Linked DNA regions of Hordeum vulgare: region 2 is linked to region 1. The links are chromatin contacts, called in public Hi-C maps. All regions are on one chromosome and are shown on one strand. The core of a region is the stretch at or near the end of the contact, and the rest is flanking DNA. Distances in the headings are between cores, read along the strand shown.

Region 1 (3,423 bases), core at 685-3,184:
AAGTCTCCGCCATGTCCATATCTTGTGGCCTCGCGCCACAGGGCAGCTCCCAATCGAAGTGGAAAAGGAGACCAGCGAGCGCCAGCTCCATGTTGGCCATGGCGAGCGACACGCCGGGGCACATCCTCCGGCCAGCTCCAAACGGGAGGAACTCGAAGTCGGTGCCCTTGAAGTCGACGGCGCTGTTCTCAAATCTCTCTGGCCTGAACGCCTCCGCGTCACCCCAGTACATGTCGTCCCTCCCCATCGCCCACACGTTCACGACCACCTTGGTGCCCTTGGGCACGTCGTAGCCCATCACCCGACATGCCTCGCGACACTCCCGTGGGAGCAGGAACGGCGCCGGCGGGTGCAGCCTCAGGACCTCCTTGATCACAAGGTGGAGATAGCCCAGTCTCACCTTGACGACGTCTTCCTCGGTGAGCTTATCTTGCCCCTTGAAGGCCTCTCTCACCTCCGACTGCACCTTATGTAGCACCCGTGGGTTTCTCATAAGCTCCGACATGGCCCATTCCATGGTTGTCGACGATGTCTCGCTCCCAGCAGAAAAAATGTCCTACAGTTGCTTATCATTCGATGTTATTGTTACACACAATCACTGTTGTCAAACTAAATAAAAAATTACCTCCTCTGTCCCAAAGAAATTAAAGTTCTAGGTTGGTCTTAAGTCAAGCTTGTCTTATATAATTATATAGAAATTTGTGCTAAGATCTAGAACACTAAATACATATCTCTTAAGGCAATATATTTCATAAAATATCTGAATAGACTAATTTGGTGTTGTGGATGTTAATATGTTTTCCAAACTTACACTAGTTTGACATGTGACAAATTCAGAACTTTAATTATTTTGGAATGGGACAAATAGTAGAGTCACCGATCTGTATCAAATCTAATTAACACACTGATCATCAACTGATGTAGTACAGAATTTTCAAAACAGTACTATATACTAGTATAAAGGATGGTTGAGAGGAATGATCATAATATGTTACCAGAATGACGGCTGTGACGATCTCGGTGGTGAGCTCAAACTGCAGGCCGCCGTCCTTCTGCAGCCTGAGGAGGACGCCGAGCAGGTCCTCATCTCTCTCAGGCGCCGGCGAGCCGGCGCGTTCTCTTATGATGCTCTGCACGATGCGGTAGATGTTCTTCTGGCACCTGCCCATGTCCCGCGCAGCGACGCTGAGCCTGCGCACGAGCCGCGACGATGGGTACAGGTCGGCGAGGTTGATGCCGCCGGTGAGGCGCACGGCCTCGTCGAGCTCGCGCAAGAACTCGTCGCGGTGGTGGCACCTCCCGCCGATGGCCGCGCGAACCACGGTGTCGTTGGTCATGCGGCACACCTCTTCACTGAGGTTGACGGCTTGGCCATCGCGGCACCCGTCGGAGACGGCGCGCAGTAGGCGCGCGACCTCGTCCTCCCGGGCGGGGCGGAAGGAGAGCACGCGGCGCTGGCTGAAGAGCTCGTGCACGCAGACCCTGCGGAGCTCGCGCCAGCGGTCGTCGTAGGGGGAGAAGAGGATGCCCTTGCCGCCGCAGGTGATGATGCCGAGCGTGGCGCTGAGGTGGCGGCTGGCGAAGGCGGCGTCGTGGGTCCTCATCACCTCCCTGGCGGCCTCGGCGGAGGAGACGACGAGCGTGGGCACGGCGCCGAGCCGGAGGAGCATGAGCGGGCCGTGGGCGCGGGAGAGGTCGCGCATGGCCCGGTGGGGCAGGCCCCCAGAGCGCGACAGCAGGAGGTGGTGCAGGCTGCCGACGAGCGGCAGCTTCCATGGGCCCGGGGGCAGCTGCTGCCCGTGGGTCGGTGATGTGTAGCGGCCGATGATGAGCTTGAAGAGGAGGACGAAGCAGAGGAAGAGTAGCGGCGTTGTGAAGTCCATTTTGCTCCAGGAGTCCACTGAGCTGTAGCTGATGAAGGCACGGCAGGCCCCAGCATGCACATGGATATAAGGGGTGTTTCTTTTTGTGTAGGGACTAAAAAAGTCTCTTTTAATCTCATGTTCTCTTTTAATCTCATGTGAAAGAAACATGAAAGACTTTTAGGGACTAAAGACGGTATTTGAGACTAAAGGAAAAAGTTTCTGTGGGAGGAACTTTTTGAGACTTTTTTGACACTTTTCCCAACAGTGCCCCCACTTTTAGCATGTCATTTAATAACCTATAATATATTACTAAAGGTAACATAGTCTTTTTGCATGTCATTTAATGACCTCTAGTCCATGTTTAGTCCTTGAAAAGAAATGAATAGGGACTAGAGACTTTTTAGTTGGGACTAAAAAAAGTCTTAGGACGTTTTAAAAAAACAGGGCCTAAATAGTATAGAAAAAATATGCCACAGTAGAGTGAAGAGATATGGAAATAACGATCTCTTCACTCTAACCAAAGTTTGACCAACTAATGATTCGGCCACCTTGATCGCGTTCCAACTAACCTAAACCTTAAATGTGTACGTAACTTATACAGTTATACTCTCTTTTCTACTCCGCATATAAGATAAATGTTTAGATTTTATAAACTTTGATCAATTTTATATTAAAAAGTATTAACATCTACAGCATAATATTAAATATATGGAGTATAATACTTCCTCTGTCTTAAAATAAATATCTTAAGCTTAGTATAATTTTATACTATAGCTAGTATAAAGTTGAGACACTTATTTTAAAACGAAAAAAATATAAAATTATATTTTTTATTTATATTAATTAGGTATTGTGAATGTTGATTTTTTATATAAGTTCGATCAAATTGAAAATACTTCAACATCAAACAGTAGTACTTGCCTAAAATAACGCAAAGTATATATGAGTAACAGTAGTCTTAGCCTACAACGTGAATATTTCTTGACGTGCAACAGTAGTCTTAGCACAGATGCTCACAACACTTCCCAGGCCGCCGCCGTCGTTGTACCACCTCGGTTGCCCGTTCAGTCCATGCCGGACCTCCGCCACTCCACCAGGCACTAGGCGACCACCGCCACCCCCCAACCCAATATCCCCTTGTTTGTCCACCGCCCAGGTAGCAGGTACCATTACCATCCATGGCGGATAGCACACTCGATGAGTGTTTTCCAAACGTCATAGTCTAAGTGTTGATAATTTTTCCTTGCTTTGATACTTTGAAGCTAATGTGGTGGATTCAAACGACAAGTACTTCTACAACAACTTCATGGAGGTGGTGCCTTCAAACGACAAGTACTTCTACAACAACTTCATGGAGGTGGTGCCGCGGAGCCCCAGCGAGGCGGAGGGGCAGTCGCGCGCGGGGAAGACAGGGGCGGCGGTCAGGGCGGCGGACCTGATGTGCGGCGGCGTTCGTGGCCCCATGGCCGGCCGTGGTCAGGTTCGATGGCGGCGGAGGCGCTCCATCCGGCGAGAGCAGCGGCTGCGCGCAAGGGTGGTCATCGAGGGACTGCGGATC
Region 2 (3,647 bases), core at 610-3,109, 150 kb after region 1:
AGTTCATAAATTTTAAAAAATGCTCATGGATAATTCAAAAAGTTCATTGAACTGGGAAACGCTCACAAATCTTTAAAAAGTTCATCAATTTTGGAAAATATTCTGAATTTTCAGAGGAAAAAGCATCAATTTTTCAAAAGTTCATCGAAATACAAAAGAAGTTCATCGATATGCAGAAAAGTTCAATGAATTTTTGAAAAAAGTTTATTGTTTGAAAAATGGTTGATCCAATTTTAAAATAGTTGTGCTTTTTCTAAAAAATAAAAAGGAAATGGAAAAGAAAAGGTCAAAGAGTAAAGAAAAGAAACAAACAAAAAGAAAAATATAAAAACGAACAAAAGCCAGTCCTTAAAAAACCTAAACAAAAGAACGGTAGAAAGCTTTTAGAGGCTTCACAAAACTGGAGAAAGCTGCCTTCCAGTTGAATATATATGACAGGTCCAATTACGAACGCTGCAAGCGCCTGTTAACAATATGGACGCTAACCAACACTGCAGCTCCAAATAGTAAATGCTCTATACAACAGCCTGCGCGACGGATAAGAAGGCAGTCGGGCCAGGTGCGGGACGGGGCTCCCCAGTTTTTTCGTTTATATTTATTTGGTTTCCTTTATTTTGTCTTTCGCTTCTTTAAAAATTTTGGGATTTGCAAAAAAAAAAGAAATTCAAAATATTCTCACGAATTCAACTTCACGTTTTCTGAAAGCATGAACATATTTTAAATTTTCGATGGAAAGTTTCTGAGAGGAAGAAAAAATTAATATTTTATGAACACTTTATATATCTCGTGAAAAACAATTAAATTAAATGAACTTTTTCAAAATTGACGAACAAATGTTAAAATCGACGAACATTTTTTTTGAACTAGATGAACAAAGTTTGATTTCAAGAACAGATTCTGAATTTGACGATTTTTTTTGAATAAGATGGGAAAATTTGGATTCAAAATCATATTTCGAATTTAACAAAGATTTTTGAATATGATGAAAAAATTTCAACTTTATAAATAATTTTTTTTATGAAAAGGTTATAATTCAAAGAACAAAAAAATAATTTTGAAAGACGTTGATGGATTTGAGAATTTGTTAGCCAATTTGAGAAAACTTTCCAAGATCTCAGAAAATGTTTGTGATTTGGGAAAGGAAAAAGAAAAACATAGAAAAAACCAGGTTTGGAAAGGTTCTAGAACCTTAAACCAAAAACCACTGGCCGAGCCTAACCTACGCGAAGCGGTGGGTGCTATAAGTATACTCGGCCATAAATAGCTCGGCCTGAACGGCCTGATCCGCCCCGGCCCAAAGATTCTGGGTTGGGCTGGGCCTATTTTTGCCATCGGGTCAGGCTCGAGTCGTGAAGTTCAGCCCGACGTTCTGTTCAGGTTGGGATCGGGTGTATGCCAAAACAAATTTAAGCCACATTCAGAGCAGGCCGGTCGTGCCTTGTCAGGCTTGTTTGGGGTCAGACCGGGTTTGGGCCCCATATTTAGGCCCAATGATGGGCCGGGCCAGCCTCAGGCCTGGGATTTTAGCATCGGGTTTGTTTTAACCGGCCCGAGCTATATACAGGCATAGCTTTAAGCAAGCACAGGGCAAGCCTTGTGTAAGGGAGAGCCCAGGTGGGACGGTCCAACCGCGTGGGAGGCCCGGTCATTTCTCTTTGTTCTTCTTTTTTCTCTTTGCCATTACTGAACTGTTATTTTGTTATTTCAAAATGCATTGAAAAGATAACTGTATACAAATTTTAAAGCAAAATGTACACTCTTTGCTGGACCGGACGGAGGAAGTATCTACTCACGGAGCAGCCCGAGTCGAGGCACCGATCGGCGGCAGCTCTGAGCTGGGCCCCGGAGCAGCAAGCCGATCATCAGCGGCCATGAACCGAAACGACCACCGCGGTCGCAATCAGTCACGTCCGGCGCGGGGGCGGAGGCGGGGGCCGTCGGGTTTTCCACCCCATCAGCCGAACGAGCCAAGACATGTATGCTTCAGCTGCATGCATCGAATCTGCTGCATGGGGTCCAGTTCCATGCTGTGCATCTGCGTGCCAATCACCATCACCATGCATCACACAGCCATGCATGCAGTGCAGCTGTGCAGGCAACGGTGCAGACGGGATCACGGGGGAGAGGAGAGAAGAGCCAAAGCCGAGATGATATGGTGCGGCTTTCTCGGTCGCCGGGCCGTGGACGGTGGACGCGACGGCGAGGAGTCCGGCGGCCGGTATCCTGCCTGCGGCGATACGGACTCCCTGCCGTGGCAGCGGCCCTGTGGCCTGTACCCGCATACAGAAACCCTCCGTAGATATAGGGTGAAAAATCGTCAATAGATACCGTGCCGATGGAATTTTGAACCGGGCTAATAACAACTCCCACGCACCAACACATTTGGTCCGGCAGCGTCAGTCTATGTTCGCGCAAATAAAAAACAGTGCCCAGTACAAGCACTCATTTTCATTCTCCGTCCCATTTATGTCCGTTGTGATCCATTTCATCTTAAATTTGGATCAAATTTAAAGCGAAACAAACATAAACCGAACGTTTTTTGGGTCCTCCTCGTTCGTTTGTGTCGAGACTGGCTCATCTCTCATCCACCTTTCACATCCCATCTACTCCCTCCGATTATAAATATAAGTCTTTTAAAGATTTTATTAGAGGATTACATATGAAATAAAGTAAGCAAATCTATACTTTAAAGTATATGTCTATATATACATCTATATGTAGTCCTCTAGTGAAACATTTAAAATGATTTATATTTAGGAATAGAGAGAGTATATCCTTCTTTTCTCTTCCCACCCTCGCCCACCAGCCAACCCACCCCCACGAGCCAGCCGAGGAAGAGCCGCGGGACGCTCCTTCCGGTGGCCTATGGCGGCGCGACAGCGCTCACTCGAGAAAATCTGCATGAAGGCAGGTGTCGCTCAGCTAGATCCCCGTGAGGGCAAGTGGTCGGAGGCACCCATTGAGGTAATCCGGGATTAGAGGGTCCTCGATCCGTCTTCCTACTCTCATGGGCCGGACCCCTGGGCCTGTTCGACCGCCATTAGAAGTATCGGAATCTAGATAGACTCTTGAGAACACTTGGCGTACAATTCAAGGCGACGTAGTGATCGGCATATTCCTTCCCTATTGTAACCAACTTTGTGTAACCCTAGCATCCCTGGTATCTATATAAGCCAAGGGGGCATAGCTTGTAGGACACATTTAGCTCATTGTGATTAGGGTTTAGACCATAACATCCGATCTCAAACTAGATCAACTTTGCACTTTGCACTACTCCATCAATACCAATAAGAACAAGACGTAGGGTTTTACCTCCATCAAAAGGGCCCGGACCTGGGTAAAACACCATCTTCTACGTCTCTTTTTACCCATCGACCCTAGATCCACAGTTCGTACCCCCTACTCGAGATCAACTAGTTTTGACACCGACACCCATCCCCGTAGGAGCTCGTCCCCGCAACGCCCGTCACGCGAACATGGACACCCCTGTAGGAGCTCGTCCTTGCCGGCTCTCGTTCCCGCGGGCGGAGGCTGCATAGTGGCTAGACGCTCCCATCCTCGCAGGAGCTCATCCCCGTCGGGAACGTGTGTTCCTGCCGAAGCTCATGCACGCACGCGGAGGCGGGGAGGCATCCGGCATTCGTCCT

Evidence for each region. Hi-C and Micro-C count contacts between places; a contact is called where the count stands out from the background.
Region 2: a Hi-C map of seedling shows a contact between it and region 1, with 4 times the contacts expected there. The contact joins the enhancer-like site here to the promoter of LOC123395633 in region 1. A contact is called at or near these places in 3 of 6 Hi-C or Micro-C datasets (leaf and seedling) and 1 of 1 datasets of contacts at active chromatin or transcription factors (embryo).

Annotation. Positions count from the first base shown.
Region 1 is chr5H:41,631,956-41,635,378 of MorexV3_pseudomolecules_assembly, forward strand. It overlaps LOC123395633 (zealexin A1 synthase-like), which reads right to left and starts at 1,935. Exons shown (of 2, transcript XM_045090659.1): 1 at 996-1,935; 2 at 1-556. The coding sequence starts at 1,883.
Region 2 is chr5H:41,783,057-41,786,703 of MorexV3_pseudomolecules_assembly, forward strand. No RefSeq gene overlaps it. Among protein-coding and RNA genes, the nearest start is that of LOC123396363, 41 kb to the right of the region's middle. Within about 2 kb of position 1,860, at least 3 of the 3 cell types and tissues checked have open chromatin away from gene starts, as enhancers often do. A contact at or near this core is called in leaf and seedling, where this site is marked.